Linked DNA regions of Danio rerio: region 1 is linked to region 2. The links are chromatin contacts, called in public Micro-C maps. All regions are on one chromosome and are shown on one strand. Each heading gives the region's core, a stretch centred on a gene start, on an enhancer-like site or on the middle of the called end of the contact. The rest is flanking DNA. Distances are from core to core; before and after follow the strand shown. Region 1 holds the start of pigg (phosphatidylinositol glycan anchor biosynthesis class G (EMM blood group)). Region 2 holds the start of fnta (farnesyltransferase, CAAX box, subunit alpha).

Evidence for each region. A called contact is a pair of places that touch in the nucleus more often than the background predicts.
Region 1: a Micro-C map of caudal fin shows a contact between it and region 2, with 20 times the contacts expected there. The contact joins the promoter of pigg here to the promoter of fnta in region 2. A contact is called at or near these places in 6 of 18 Hi-C or Micro-C datasets (caudal fin, embryo, hematopoietic stem cells and 2 more) and 1 of 4 datasets of contacts at active chromatin or transcription factors (embryo).

Annotation. Positions count from the first base shown.
Region 1 is chr14:4,432,501-4,439,736 of GRCz12tu, forward strand. pigg (phosphatidylinositol glycan anchor biosynthesis class G (EMM blood group)) reads right to left here and starts at 5,748. Exons shown (of 13, transcript XM_073922448.1): 1 at 5,392-5,748; 2 at 3,528-3,736. The coding sequence starts at 5,545. lrp2bp (LRP2 binding protein) reads left to right here and starts at 6,619. Exons shown (of 9, transcript NM_001098776.1): 1 at 6,619-6,936. The coding sequence starts at 6,831.
Region 2 is chr14:4,018,106-4,025,319 of GRCz12tu, forward strand. fnta (farnesyltransferase, CAAX box, subunit alpha) reads left to right here and starts at 5,148. Exons shown (of 9, transcript NM_001080560.2): 1 at 5,148-5,368; 2 at 6,138-6,223. The coding sequence starts at 5,235. gstp1.2 (glutathione S-transferase pi 1.2) reads left to right here. Exons shown (of 7, transcript NM_131734.3): 4 at 656-743; 5 at 1,778-1,881; 6 at 2,003-2,104; 7 at 2,193-2,583. The coding sequence ends at 2,381.

The sequences.
Region 1 (7,236 bases), core at 4,498-6,997, 410 kb after region 2:
ATAAAGGCAGTCGTTTTCAACATGAACATCATAAAGCTACATTATAGTTGTATTAAATAGCTACATAAATGTACATAGACCTTTCATTAAATATATTTTAAATGAACTAAGTAAATATGAAATATTAAGACAAATTTTTGTTTGATAAAAATATTAATAATTGTCATTTTTATTATTGTTATTATTAATATTATTATTATTATTATTATTATTATTATTATTATTATTATTATTAATATTTGGTTGTTGTTGTTGTTATTTAGTTATTATTATTATTATTGTTGTTATTGTTGTTGTTGTTGTTTAGTTATTATTATTATTATTATTATTATTATTATTATTATTATTATTGTTATTATTATTAATATTATTATTATACTATTATTATTATTATTATTATTATTATAATTATTATTATTATTACTATTATCACTATTATTATTATTATTAATATTATGATTACCATTATTATTATTATTAATATTATTATTGTTATTATTATTATTATTATTATTATTATTATTATTATTATTAATTTTATTATTAATGTTATAATTATTATTATTATTATTATTATTATTATTATTACGAATGAGTAACATTCATCAGTATCTAATATTACTTTCCAACAGTTACAAATTCCAATAGATCCTGTATGTATATGTTTAGTGGTGTTATTTTTAACTGCATGCTAAATCTTGTTAAAACAATTAAATTAAATAAGATGCTAAACATTATAAATGTTGCCTTGGAAACCACCTGAAGTTCCATAGAAACCTGTTCTCCTGTTCATTTATATTAATTAGTTACTAACTAAAGCTACAATGCAAAAGGGAATACAGTCTAAAACATAAACAATAACTGTAAGAATAAAGTCTCATGTAAAGCCCACCCTGAGTGACAGCAGGATTTGATGTAAATCCACTCAGACTCATTCTGGCTTGATCTGCTTTATTACTAAAAGAAATCAGCTGATTCCTGCTCTTCTGCTCTGGCCAATACACGACAGATCCTTATCAAACAAACAGCTGCTGGAGTAATATTAAAAGGTTAATAAAACCTATTAATTCAGCAGCAGTTGTTTACATCTCAGTTCTGAATTAAGAAACAAGGCTGAAGAAATGCAGGAGGAAAGAGAGGAGCAGAAAGCTGAATAATGTCCACTTCTGACACCACACAATATGGAGGTATTCCAGGAGGTAATGTGACATAGCTTACACAGATGTTTACATTATTTAGGCATAAAGCTGCGGCCGGATGTTAACAATTGTTTACAATATTTATTAAATTACCTATTAACTGTATTTACCTCTAACCATAACCCAAATACAATTATAGAACTCTTATAAGACTGATGGATCAGGACTGCCATCTGCTGGACACACTGAGTCAACATAGCACTCGTATAATGCTGGAAAAATAACGCTGTGCTGGAATAAATAACTTGAAGATGACTGAAACCCATTCCGTGGCTTTCTTTATCGATTGTGTCGTGAGCAGAATCTCCAGATAACCTTCATTCACAATGAATAACATTTGATGCAGCGAATCAATGACTGTGACGAATGGCCAGGATCAATGTCACTCTTGTCTGCACCAGTCAGCAGCATATTGAGCAGTGTGCCACATTTTGCATGCAACACAGTTGTTATTTAGATTTTCTTTTTAAAAATGCATCCAATTATATGTCCAATCCAATTAAAATACAGTTTATTTCGATATAATTGAGTTGAACTATTGTTAAATTTATTATAACAACAACAACAACAACAGTAACAATAACAATAATAATAATAATAATAATAATAATAACAATAATAATAACTATATCAATAATAAATAGAATGAAACATTATTTTTATTAATATAACTATAATAATAATACTACTACTAATAATAATAATAATAATAATAATAATAATAATTATTATTATTATTATTATTATAAACACTAAGTATTAACATATTATTTAATTAGAATTAAGTAGAATAGACACTATATTTAAAATTAAGCCATAATTTTGACAATTTTCTGGAGTTCAATTAACTAAAACAATGGAAATAGATTATAATAGAATAGACAGTACAATTAAAAAACAAAACAACTAAAAGAATAAAGTATATATTGTATTGTGTTATTATTATTTATTATTATTATTATTATTATTATTATTATTATTATTATTATTTTCAATATTATTATTATTATTAGCAGTATTATTATTATTATTATTATTATTATTATTACTAATAATATTAATATTATTATTATTATTATTATCAGTATTATTATTATTAGTAGTAGTAGTAGTATTATCAAATTATTATTATTATTATTATTATTATTAACATTATAAAATATATAGTAAGTGCATTAAATGTATTTCTTGTTAAACTCTAATTAAATTGACAAAATATTGTTTATTAAAATTGTTTATTTAATTACTTTTAAAAGCAAAGATCAAATTCTAATTGCATTATAAAAGTATACAACAACAATTAGAAGAAAAATGATTATGATTCTATTAATACTATTATTCAAATGTAATTAAAAAAAATATTTAAATACGTACTTATTTATAGATTATTCCAACAATAAACAAGAAAACAACCCAAAATAAACACAAAAAAGTAAAAGAAAAAAATAAATAAATATTGAGCTGAAGCAACAGAGTTCTTGAGGTTTTATTTAGGATAACTTAATCATTTTGTGTTCAATCCACTTAAATTTGTAAAAAATAAAACAAAAAAACAATAAAGTTAATTGATTAATTAATTTGTGTCCGGACAACATAAAGCAAGTGTGTGGAACAAAGCGTTTTTTACAGCGAAGGATAGGACAAATTCAAAAACAGTAGAGTAAAATAATACATTTATTAGCTTATTGTTCATGTTATGAATAAAATAAATGAAATAAAGTTGTTATTAGGCTTGCCAGGATAGACGGTGTTGACGGTGATACCGATTTAAGACATAACACCGATGACATCACTTTTCCACCGTGACACCGTCCCCACATTTGTTTTTTTTAAGTTTTTTTTTTATTATTAAATATTTATTTGAATTAAATGGAAAATATAATTATAAGTAATTGACCTTAATTGAGAACATGCTCTATAATTAAAATCTGAACATAGCTACAATGCGTCACATTTCATTATTCACGTGAGGAGAAAAGAGTCGAATTGGTGGACGATATAGTGTCACAACGCAATGCAAAAGCGCCTGTTTGGCAAAATTTTGGGTTCAAACCAAGAGGAAGGAACCGGAGGAAACCCACACCAAGACAGGGAGAACATGCAAACTCCACACAGAAACGCCAAGAACTCGAACCAGTGCCCTTCTTGCTGTGAGGCGACATCGCTAACCACTGAGTCAGCGTGTCGCCCTGTGACATTTTTATCCAAGGTTGTCATACTGTCAGAATCATATCTGCCTGACATTAAGTAATGAAACCTTTTTGTAAAGTGTGACCCAAAAACAAATCTTAACTAGTAATGAAAAGATGTGATTGGACTGCTTCTGACCTTAATTCTGGGCATGGTGACGGTGGGCGGTCTGGCTTTGGCGATGAAGCTGTGAGACGAGCCTTTCTCCACCACGTGTCTGGTGTAGGGCATAAACCTCCGTCCATCAGAGCTGAACACAAAGTCTTCCCTGAGAGCGTCGATCAGGACTATCACCACACGCTTAAACAGCAGCGCCGGCGCTCGGCTGGAGTTAACTGCATTATTACCTGCAGAAACAAAAACACTCTTATCTGACTCTCTGTTGTTGCTGTTGTAGTATTATTGTTGTTGTTGTCATTTTTACTGTCAGTATTATTATCATTACTATTATTGTTATCACTCGCCACCACTGATTGGTTTAATTCTATATTTTTTATTCAATGCTGATGGCAAAGATAAAATAACACAGTTATTATAAATGAGTTATTAAAAGTATTGTGTTTAGGATATATGCTGAAAAAAATCTGCTCTCCATTAAACAGAAATTGGGGAAAAAATATATGTACAATATTATATTTGTGCATATACATTAGATTAATCAGTATTGAAGTCAAATGTGTCAAAGCTTAACTACTAACATAAAAACTTACAATACCGGTCAAAAAACTAGTACAGCCAAATTTATATATTATAGAAATATAATAAACACAAATGTAAAAAAAGTCAAGAGAAGCAGAAATTTACTTATTTACTTATTTGTATGTATATATATATATATATATATATATATATATATATATATATATATATATATATATATGTATGTATATATATATATATATATATATATATATATATATATATATATATATATATATATATATATATATATATATATATATATAATTAATTAATTAAAATATAACTGTGGAAAATAGTTTTGCCTTAAAATTAATTAAATAAACATAAAGACTGGATAAATAAATAAATTGTTAAATATGGACTCATTTTTGAAACTAAAATTAAATTCCAGATCTTAATTTCTAATAAGTAATAAGCTGATTTTGAAAATTAAAATTTAAAAAACATAAAATGATACCCATGTATTATTAACTGTTTTGACTGAGTTAAAAAAACACAAATTAAAATAATAAAATAATACATAAAACTACACAAAAACACAAAGAATAAAAACAAAAATCTAGTAATTAATTATAAATAATTTCACACATCAAACCATCAAAAATGTAAATATAAAACAATTATTAAACAATAGCAAAGAATTAATCGGGCTCAGGGAAAATATTTCAGATAATTTAATTTTAAGGAAAATAATACCATTTAAATTACTATACAATCATCATCATCTAAATCAGCCTCTTAATAAATACCTTATATATATATATATATATATATATATATATATATATATATATATATATATATATATATATATATATATATAAATGTAAAATTGGTTTGCCTTAAGATTTATTGAATAAATGTAAATACTGGATAATTCAATAAATAAATAAATAAATGTTGTTTAATTTGGAATCATTTGTGACACTAAAATTTTATTTCAAATCTTAATTTCTTATAAGTAATAAGCTGATTTTGATAATTAAAATTAAAAACATAAAATGATACCCTTAAATTATTAACTGTTCTGACTGAGTTATAAAAAACACTAATTAAAATCATAAAATAATACATAAAATGACGCAAAAAATAACAACAAAAATCAGGTAATTAATTATAAATAATTTCACACATCAAACTATCAAAAATTAAAACATGAAACAATTATTAAACAACAGCAAAAAGTTAATCGGGCTCAATGAAAATATTATAGATAATTTAGCGTTGGGGGAAATCATACCATTTAAATTACTATATAATCATCATTATCTTCATTATTATCAGCCTCCTTAATATTTACCTGTCTGTGGCTCTGCAGGAATATCAGTCACTTTGCTCTTGGCTGAAAAGGAGGATTTGACAGGAACAGGGAAGAATCCTCTCAGGAAAAGAGCGATGGACACAATCTCAAGTATGAGACACAATAAAGCAAATACTGAAGAGCTCAGCTTCATGATTAAGATCAGTAGCTGTCATCAATAACACTCCACACACTCATGAAAAAACACACGTCGAGAGTCCAGCCTGGGGCCTGATTCCTCACTGACCGCAAACAAATGACTTTTGACAGAAAATGCACTAAATCCACACGATTAATCAAGAATCTGCCGGATTAGTGTTTTGAATTTTCATTTCCGTGTTGTGACATGTGGGTCACGACGGCAACCCACAAGGCTCAATTCTTGCTGTGTTTGCGGACTCTTATTTTGTAATCAGAAGCAAAACATCTATGTAAAACATAAAAAAAAATAAATAAATAAATTTTAAAAAAAAATTCTATGTAAAACATTTTATTTGCATTTATAGTACATATGTTAAAATGTAAATACCTAAAATTGTATTACAGATGTTAGTAAATGACTAACAAAAATATTCATTTGTTTTGTTAAATCACATTTCAATTGGGAGAAGAAAAATTTACAGTATATTGTAGAATAATTAACTAATTTAGTATTATTGTTGTAATATTATATAATTTAGCATTATTATATAATGTTTAGCATTATTGTTGAATAATTATAATATTGAGTATTAACTATAACTATAAAAATGTTGATTAGTATATTGCTATTTATATAGAGTATACATAACATTGTGATGGCAAATATATAAATGCATAGACAAGCATGCAGACCAAACAGGCCTTTGTGTTTATCGATTAATAATAATAATAATAATAATAATAATAATAATAATAACAATAATAATAATAATAATAATAATAATAAAAGCATAACATTTGTGCTCTCAAATATGAAATTAAATAACTCAATTCAACCAGAAAATTTACTGAAAACACAAAAATGACATAAACCATTTTTGCTTGTGAACATAAATGCCTACAAAATAAAGAAATTAGATATGTGCTTTGGGTTTTCATAACAACGGAAAAATATTTGAGGGGAACCACATTCATAAAGCCAACAGAAAACATAAACACTTGAATTGTAAATATATAATAAAATACGAATAACAAGCGTCACAAGTGCTGTTTGTGAGGCCATCAACGGTTGTCATGGTAACACTTAGTGTATTTGGCGGCGCTTTATTTACTTTCTCCGCCGTAAGACACGCGTTTCTTTCTGTCTCTTTTTATCTGACTTTATTGTCAGAGAAAACCACAGCTCAGTGGAAAAAGAAACCCTGTTTGTTTTATTAAATGTTTCTGACTGACAGTAATAGTAAAGCGTGTTTGAAAGAAGTGATTTAGAGACAGCCGTTAGTAAAGCGTCGAGTGAAATGGACTGCAGTGAACTGGACTCGACGGAGAAAAGCAAACCCTCACAGCTCCTCAGAGCTATAAACCAGATTTATGAAGAAGGCAGAGAAGAGTCGACGCATTCAGGTGAAGCAAAACTACGACATTTAACACAAAATTTGCTGCAGGTTTTATTTATCATAATATTTACGAACAATTTATGTTGCTTAACTATAGTTAGACAAGTTTATATATATATATATATATATATATATATATATATATATATATATATATATATATATATATATATATATATAAACAAATTATAGAATGCTAATGAATTCAAGTGAAGTGTCTCTGTGTTAATGTTTTTTATTTATTTTGTGTGGGAAAAGTGCAAATATGAGTGAAATAATTTTCAACTACAAACATATATTTATGTAA
Region 2 (7,214 bases), core at 3,898-6,397:
CTTGAAGTGCCATCTAATATTACCTTTTTTTTAATATTAGCTATTTTTCTCAGGCTCCTATATCTAGGTTCAGTAATTTAACTTATAGCGAAGAATAGGTTATTTCCATGTCTTTTACCATGAACTAACAGAACATTAACATAAGGGACCAAGAAAAAACGCTCCTTGTGGAAGAAAGTTCCACATGGCACTTGGAGGTTTTTGCATTTTAACTCTTTATATAATATAATATGATATAATTTAGGCGACGCAGTAGGTAGTTCTGTCGCCTCACAGCAAGAAGGTCACTGGTTCGAGCCTTGGCTGAGTCAGTTGGCGTTTCTGTGTGGAGTTTGCATGTTCTCCCTGCATTCATGTGGGTTTCCTCCAAGTGCTCCCTTTTCCCCCACAGTCCAAAGACATGCGGTACAGGTGAATTTATGTAGGATAAATTGTCTGTAGTGTATGAGTGTGAATGGATGTTTTCCAGAGATTGATTGTGGCTGGAAGGGCATGCACTGCGTAAAACAAATGCTGGATAAGTTGGCGGTTCATTCCGCTGTGGCGACCTCAGATTAATAAAGGGACTAAGCCGAAAAGAAAATGAATAATATAATATAATATAATATGGGGAAATAATCATCATATTGATAACTTATTCATTTATTTGTTTCAGGTCTTTGGGCAGTTGCCTAAATTTGAAGATGGTGACCTGGTGCTGTTTCAGTCCAACGCCATGCTGAGACATCTGGGTCGAAAACATGGTAAAATAGCTGTTTTAATGCAACTTCAAATCAGAGTGGAGTGGATTATAATAGAAAAACATTTGCAGCGTATACAGTCAGAGCATACTGCTTTGTGTACATTACTCCAATTTTAATTTTAGTTTTTGTAAATCCCTATTTGGGATAATTCGTTGCTACCAGCTGAATATGTATTATAATGAGCAAATCTATGCAAATGTCAACCTTGCCATAAAAAAATTGTAAAAACGTAAAACCCTTCATAAGGTTTTTTTTTTTTTCTTTTTTTTTTTTTGTAGGCTTGTATTATTAAAATGATCAACTCTCCTAGTCAATGTTTTTAAACCATTAATGAATATTTGAATTTACCAAAGTCATAGAAGTGCCAATTTTACATCAGTCAAATCCATAACGAAGAGATGTCTCATCCATAACCAAGCTTTTCCCTTATAAATGTAAAAATAAATTAACATTTGTTTTTTGTTCCATAGAGAGTCCACTCTTACTCTTCTGATTATTGTTTCTTTTGGGTTGTGCAGTTTAATTCACGGAATTTCTACAACGTTTTTTGTAAACTCACTAACTTTATGGTCCCATCCATAACGCATGTTTATTTTCTTCATTGAAAATATAAAAAAGGTTTACAGATTATTTTTTCTGACCTCATAACTGTGGTTTGGACTGAGCAGGCGATGGAGTAAGGTAAAAGTTGGGTGAGCTCTGCAAAAAAACGTAATAACTTATAAATTTAAGGCGCTTTAATCGAAAATATGAGATGCTACATCTATCTAAGACTTTACTACTTCACCTAAAACAGCTGGGTTCTCTATAAATCCAAATGGCGGGCAAACTACGTAAACTGTGGTTTGTAGTTTTGGGAAAATATAAGCAGATGTTTTCAACATACACTTTCTCGATGAATTTGTTTAGTTTTTACTGCAAATGTCACATCCATAACGCTGGAATTGCTCCGTGTTCATAAGTTTAGCATACTACAGTTTGGCACTCTAAAAATTAAACCCAATATACATTTTTTGTTGTTGTTTTGCATTCAGCTGCATATGGCAAAAACGACAGTGAGGCTTCCCTCATTGACGTGATGAACGACGGCGTTGAAGATCTTCGCCTGAAGTACATAAAGCTGATCTACCAGGAATATGTAAGCAATGATGTGATTTTTGTAGATCTCACAGACCTTGGGTGGAAAAAACTAAACTATTTTAGAGCAAATACATGATAAACATAGCTGTATGTATGAGCTCTTCTTATTGTGTCTGTAGGAGACCGGTAAAGAAGCGTTCATCAAAGATCTGCCCAACCACCTCAAATGCTTTGAAAATGTTCTGGCCAAAAACAAAACCGGATTCCTGGTTGGTGATCAGGTGAGATGTCTAGTTGGAACAACAGCAGCATTATTAAGTGGATGCTAAAGTTTTACCATCACTAACGCTTTATTTCCCTTCTCTCCAGATCTCATTTGCAGACTACAACCTGTTCGATCTCCTGCTGAATCTGAAGGTGCTTTCTCCCTCCTGTCTGGACTCTTTCCCGTCTCTCAAGAGCTTCGTGGACAAGATCTCTGCCCGTCCCAAAGTCAAAGCTCTGCTGGAGTGCGAGAACTTCAAGAAACTGCCCATCAACGGCAACGGCAAACAGTAAATCAACACTAGACAACGTCGGTACAACATTCTCCAACAACGACACTTACTGCTAAAACAGCCTTAACTGGTGCTCAATGATTTGCTTGATGTCTCATGTCTTTGTATGGAAATCTATTTTGTATGTCTTACTGTTTTGATAGTTTTTACTAACAGAAATTCCATGTATCAGTTATTCTGAATAATAAAAAAAAAAAACGTAAGCAACTGAAATGGCTTCAGTGATTCTTTTATATATTTGTTTTAAAATGGCACTGGTGCCTCTTAGCAAGAAGGTTGCTGATTGGAGTCCCGGCTGGGCCAGTTGGCATTGCTGTGGAATTTGTATGTTCTCCCTGTGTTGGTGTGGGTTTGCTCTGGGTCATCCGGTCTCACCTCCAGTCCAAACACATGTGGTATGGGTGAATTGGTTGCGCTAAATTGGCTGTAGTGTATAAATGTAAAAGTGATGTTTCCCAGTACTGGGTTGTGGCTGGGAGTATACTAGTACAGTATGTACGTATACTAAATTTAGGTAACCATATTCTGTATTTTAAAATTGCAACATATGACATGAAAATTGAGCATGTCTGGGGTAAGATGGAGGAGGCATTGACGAATCCAAAGAGTCTTGATGAACTCTGGGAGTCCTGCATAACGCTTTCTTTGCTGTTCCAGATGACTTTATTAATCAGTGATTTGAGTCATTGCAGAGATGTATGGATGCAGTCCTCCAAACTCATGATGGAGTCAGACACAATATTCATACTGTCTCCACTGCAGTATGACTTTATACTCTATACTGGACATTATTTCTGTTCGGTGACAAGACTTTTATCGAAGCAAAATCAGACCTTACTGTCCTAATTAAATCATTAAAAATCAAGGCATGATCATATCTTATTTCGGTAAAATAAGTGTATTCTAGAGGCCTTTGCCTTTCATATAAGCCACTTCTGATACCAAATGATCAACTAGAAGACAATTTATTATTTGTTGTTCCTAAAACTTGGATAGGCAACAACTTTTTTTCAGAAAGTGTATATATAAAAAAAACTATTCTTAATTTATTCATATTATAATTTATTAAATTATTTGTTTTATTATTTGTAAATTGTTTATTCATTTTAACATTAAAAAGTACAGTATTTGAAATGTTATGTTGCAAACATCTAATTGGTGTTTGTGTGTTTACACACACACACACAGACACACACACACACATATATATATATATATATATATATATATATATATATATATATATATATATATATATATATATATATATATATATATACACACATACACACACACACACACACACACAGTTGAAGTCAGAATTATAAGCACCCTTCAATATTTTTCTTTTTCAAATATTTCTAATTTAAATATTTTTCCTAATTTAAATATTTTATTTATTTCTCCTAGAGAAAGTATTATTTGTTTTATTTTGGCTAGAATAAAAGCAGTTTTTAATTTTTTAAACACCATTTTCAGGTCAAAATTATTAGCCCCTTTAAGCTATTTTTTTTTTGATAGTCTACAAAACAAACCATCGTTATACAATAACTTGCCTAATTACCCTAACCTGCCTAGTCAACCTAATTAACCTAGTTAAGCCTTTAAATGTCACTTTAAGCTGTATAGAAGTGTCTTGAAAAATATCTAGTCAAATATTATTTACTGTCATCATGGCAAAGATAAAATAAATCAGTTATTAGTAATGAGTTATTAAAACTATTATGATTAGAAATGTGCTGAAAAAAATCTTCAATCCGTTAAACAGAAATTGGAGATATAATTTTTTAGAAATAATTTTTTTTTAATTAGAAAAGACTTTTTTTATGTAATACAAAAAGTTTTAAATCAATTTACAAGAGAAAGCAATTTTAAAGGATTTGAACATCTTTGCTGATGAATGAATAAAATCTGGCAGGTTCAAAGATAGTGGTATTCAGATTAAATTATATGGTGTTTTTGGGCTGCGCTTTTCCCGAATGTTTGAGATGTGTCTGACATTTATTTTGGTATGTAAACTAAATTACAAGTTAGTGACTTCTGTGCTTAATGGGGAGAAATATGTGACAGTCTTTTCGTGCACAGTTTCTAATATTCAGAAAACTCTTTTCCTTTTCTTCTTTGACATGTACATTGATTATAAATATATAAATAAAATAATAAAATATATGTACAGTTGAAGTCAAAATTATTAGCCCTCCTTTGATTTTTATTCTTTTACAAATGTTTCCCAAATTATGTTTAACAGAGCAAGGAAATTTTCACAGTATTTCCTATAATATTTTTTCATTATCTTAATTGTTTTATTTCGGCTTGAATAAAAGCAGTTATTCATTTTTCTTAAACCATTTTAAGGTCAATAAATTCAGTCCTCTTAAGCATTATTTGCTTTCGATTGTCTACTGAACAAGCCACTGTTATACAGTAACTTGCCCAGTTTTCCTATTTAAGCCTTTAAATGCCCTTAGCTGAATACTAGTATTTAAAAAAAAAATCTAATAACATATTATGTACTGTCATCATGGCAAAGATAAAAGAAATCAGTTATTAGAAATTAGTAATGTGCCACAAAAATATTCCCTCCATTTAACTGAACCTGTGGAATAAATTCTAAAATATTTAAAATGTAACAGGAGGGCTAATAATTCTGACAGCAACGGTTTATTATTATTATTATTATTATTATTATTATTATTATTATTATTATTATTATTTTTTTTTTTTTTTAAATCCTAATTTTGATACTACATACTTTTATTTTGAAAACCTACTGCATCCGGAGTGTCTCCGCCTTCCTGCATCTGTCAGCTTCTCAGCTCTGCACACTTTTTAGTCAGGTGCATTTTTATCCACAATGTCCTCTGTTGAAGAAATTTCCAACTCCGTAGCGGAAAATCTGGAGGAGGATGGAGTAGAAAATGACGATTTAGTAGAGGACGCGGAGATGGAGTACGAGGAGCCCGTTAAAGGAGGTTATATCTTCTACAGGTGAGGTTAGCAGCTAGCCTAGCATTTGTGGCTAATCACTCTACTTAGAACTGATTACTTCTTAAAGTTCTCTTTATTATGTGGGACATCAACTTTAAAGAAGATGTAAGATTGCGAATGTTTAATTAAAGACAAGTTGTGTGTGATATGCAAGTTATATGAGTGATTCACACGAACCGAGTCAGCTTAATATAAAAGATTTGAATGAAATCTTTGGTGAAGCTCAAAGTTCACACAGTCTGGAGGTGTTTTCTAATTCTAATGTTTCGTTTTACTTTTCTAATGTCAGTTTTTACCTCGTGAATCAAATGTGTTGGTCTGAATGATTCTTTTGAGCTGAATCATGACTGAACAGGAATAACGTTATGCTACAATCTGAGCAAAACTAAAGGATAAATATTGAGGTGAATTTGGACATTTGGACTTTCTCCTTAGTAATGTAAGTTCAGAAAAGTATTCTTTACAGATTCCTAACCGTGAAATCGTATTAGCAGCCAATGACTATCAACAATGTCATTGTAATAGTGGTAATGGTTTTTGATGGTTTTGAAGTCACTCTTGCATGCCATTTCAGACTGAATGAAATAAAAGTCCTGATAAACATGGTCTGAATTAAGAGTCTGAAGAGGTGATTAACCCTTTTTTAATTAAGAGAATAATTAATTAAGAGGTGAAGATTTCAATCAAATCTGGCTTAAGTTACTGACCAGTAAGTTAATCAGTGAGTCTAAAAATCACATTTGTTGTGCCTTTTTTTGTGCTGTTTTAGAGACAGAAAAGAGTGGGCTGATCTAGAACCTGTTCCTCAAGATGACGGACCAAACCCTGTGGTGAAGATTGCTTATTCAGAGAAGTGTGAGTGTCTTTTATTCAGGGGAGATTTCACTTTTTAATATTGCCACACTGTCGTTGTCTCAGACTATTGAGTTGTCAGTCTGTTATTCTAGTTGATGTTTATTTAAGTTTTTCTTTTCTTTCTTTTATTTTTTAATTACTTATTAATTTATTCATGTTATTTATTCAGTCATTCATTTTATTTATTTATTTGTTTATGTATTTATTTTGTGTTTTTATTTATTCATTCATTAGTTTTATTTATTGCTTCATTCATTCATTCATTCATTCATTCATTCATTCATTCATCTTATTCATTTATTCATTCATTTTATTTATTGCTTCATTCATTAATTCATTCATTCATTCATTCATCTTATTCATTTATTCATTTATTTTATTTATTGCTTCATTCATTTATTCATTCATTCATTCATTCATTCATCTTATTCATTTATTTATTCATTTTATTTATTGCTTCATTCATTCATTCATTCATTCATTTATTCATTTTATTCATTTATTCATTCATGTTCATTTTATTTATGTATTTATTCAAGACAAGGCAAGTTTATTTATATAGCACATTTCATACACAGTGGCAAATCAAAGTGCTTTGCATAATCAGTAATAAAAGAGTTAAGTAGAAGAAAATATAAACAAATAATAAACTCATTCATTCATTTAATTTATTTATTAATTCAGTTATCTATTCATTTATTTATTCATTTTATTCATCCATTCTTTCATTTTATTTATTTATTCATTTTGTTTTACTTTTTCTTATATCTCTTAAAAGTCCATAAATTAAATGTTTTTGCTTTCTCATGTACATGTAGCTCAATTCTGTCACACACACTAGTAATGGCTGATTTTAAATAATTGATTTATGAAGCTTCAAAACTTTTATGAAGTTTTTGTTTCAAATCAGTGATCAAGAGTATGTATCAAATTGATTTCTGTAACTGAGGCTTGATTAACTATTTACTGTTTCTAAATAGTTTGAATTCTT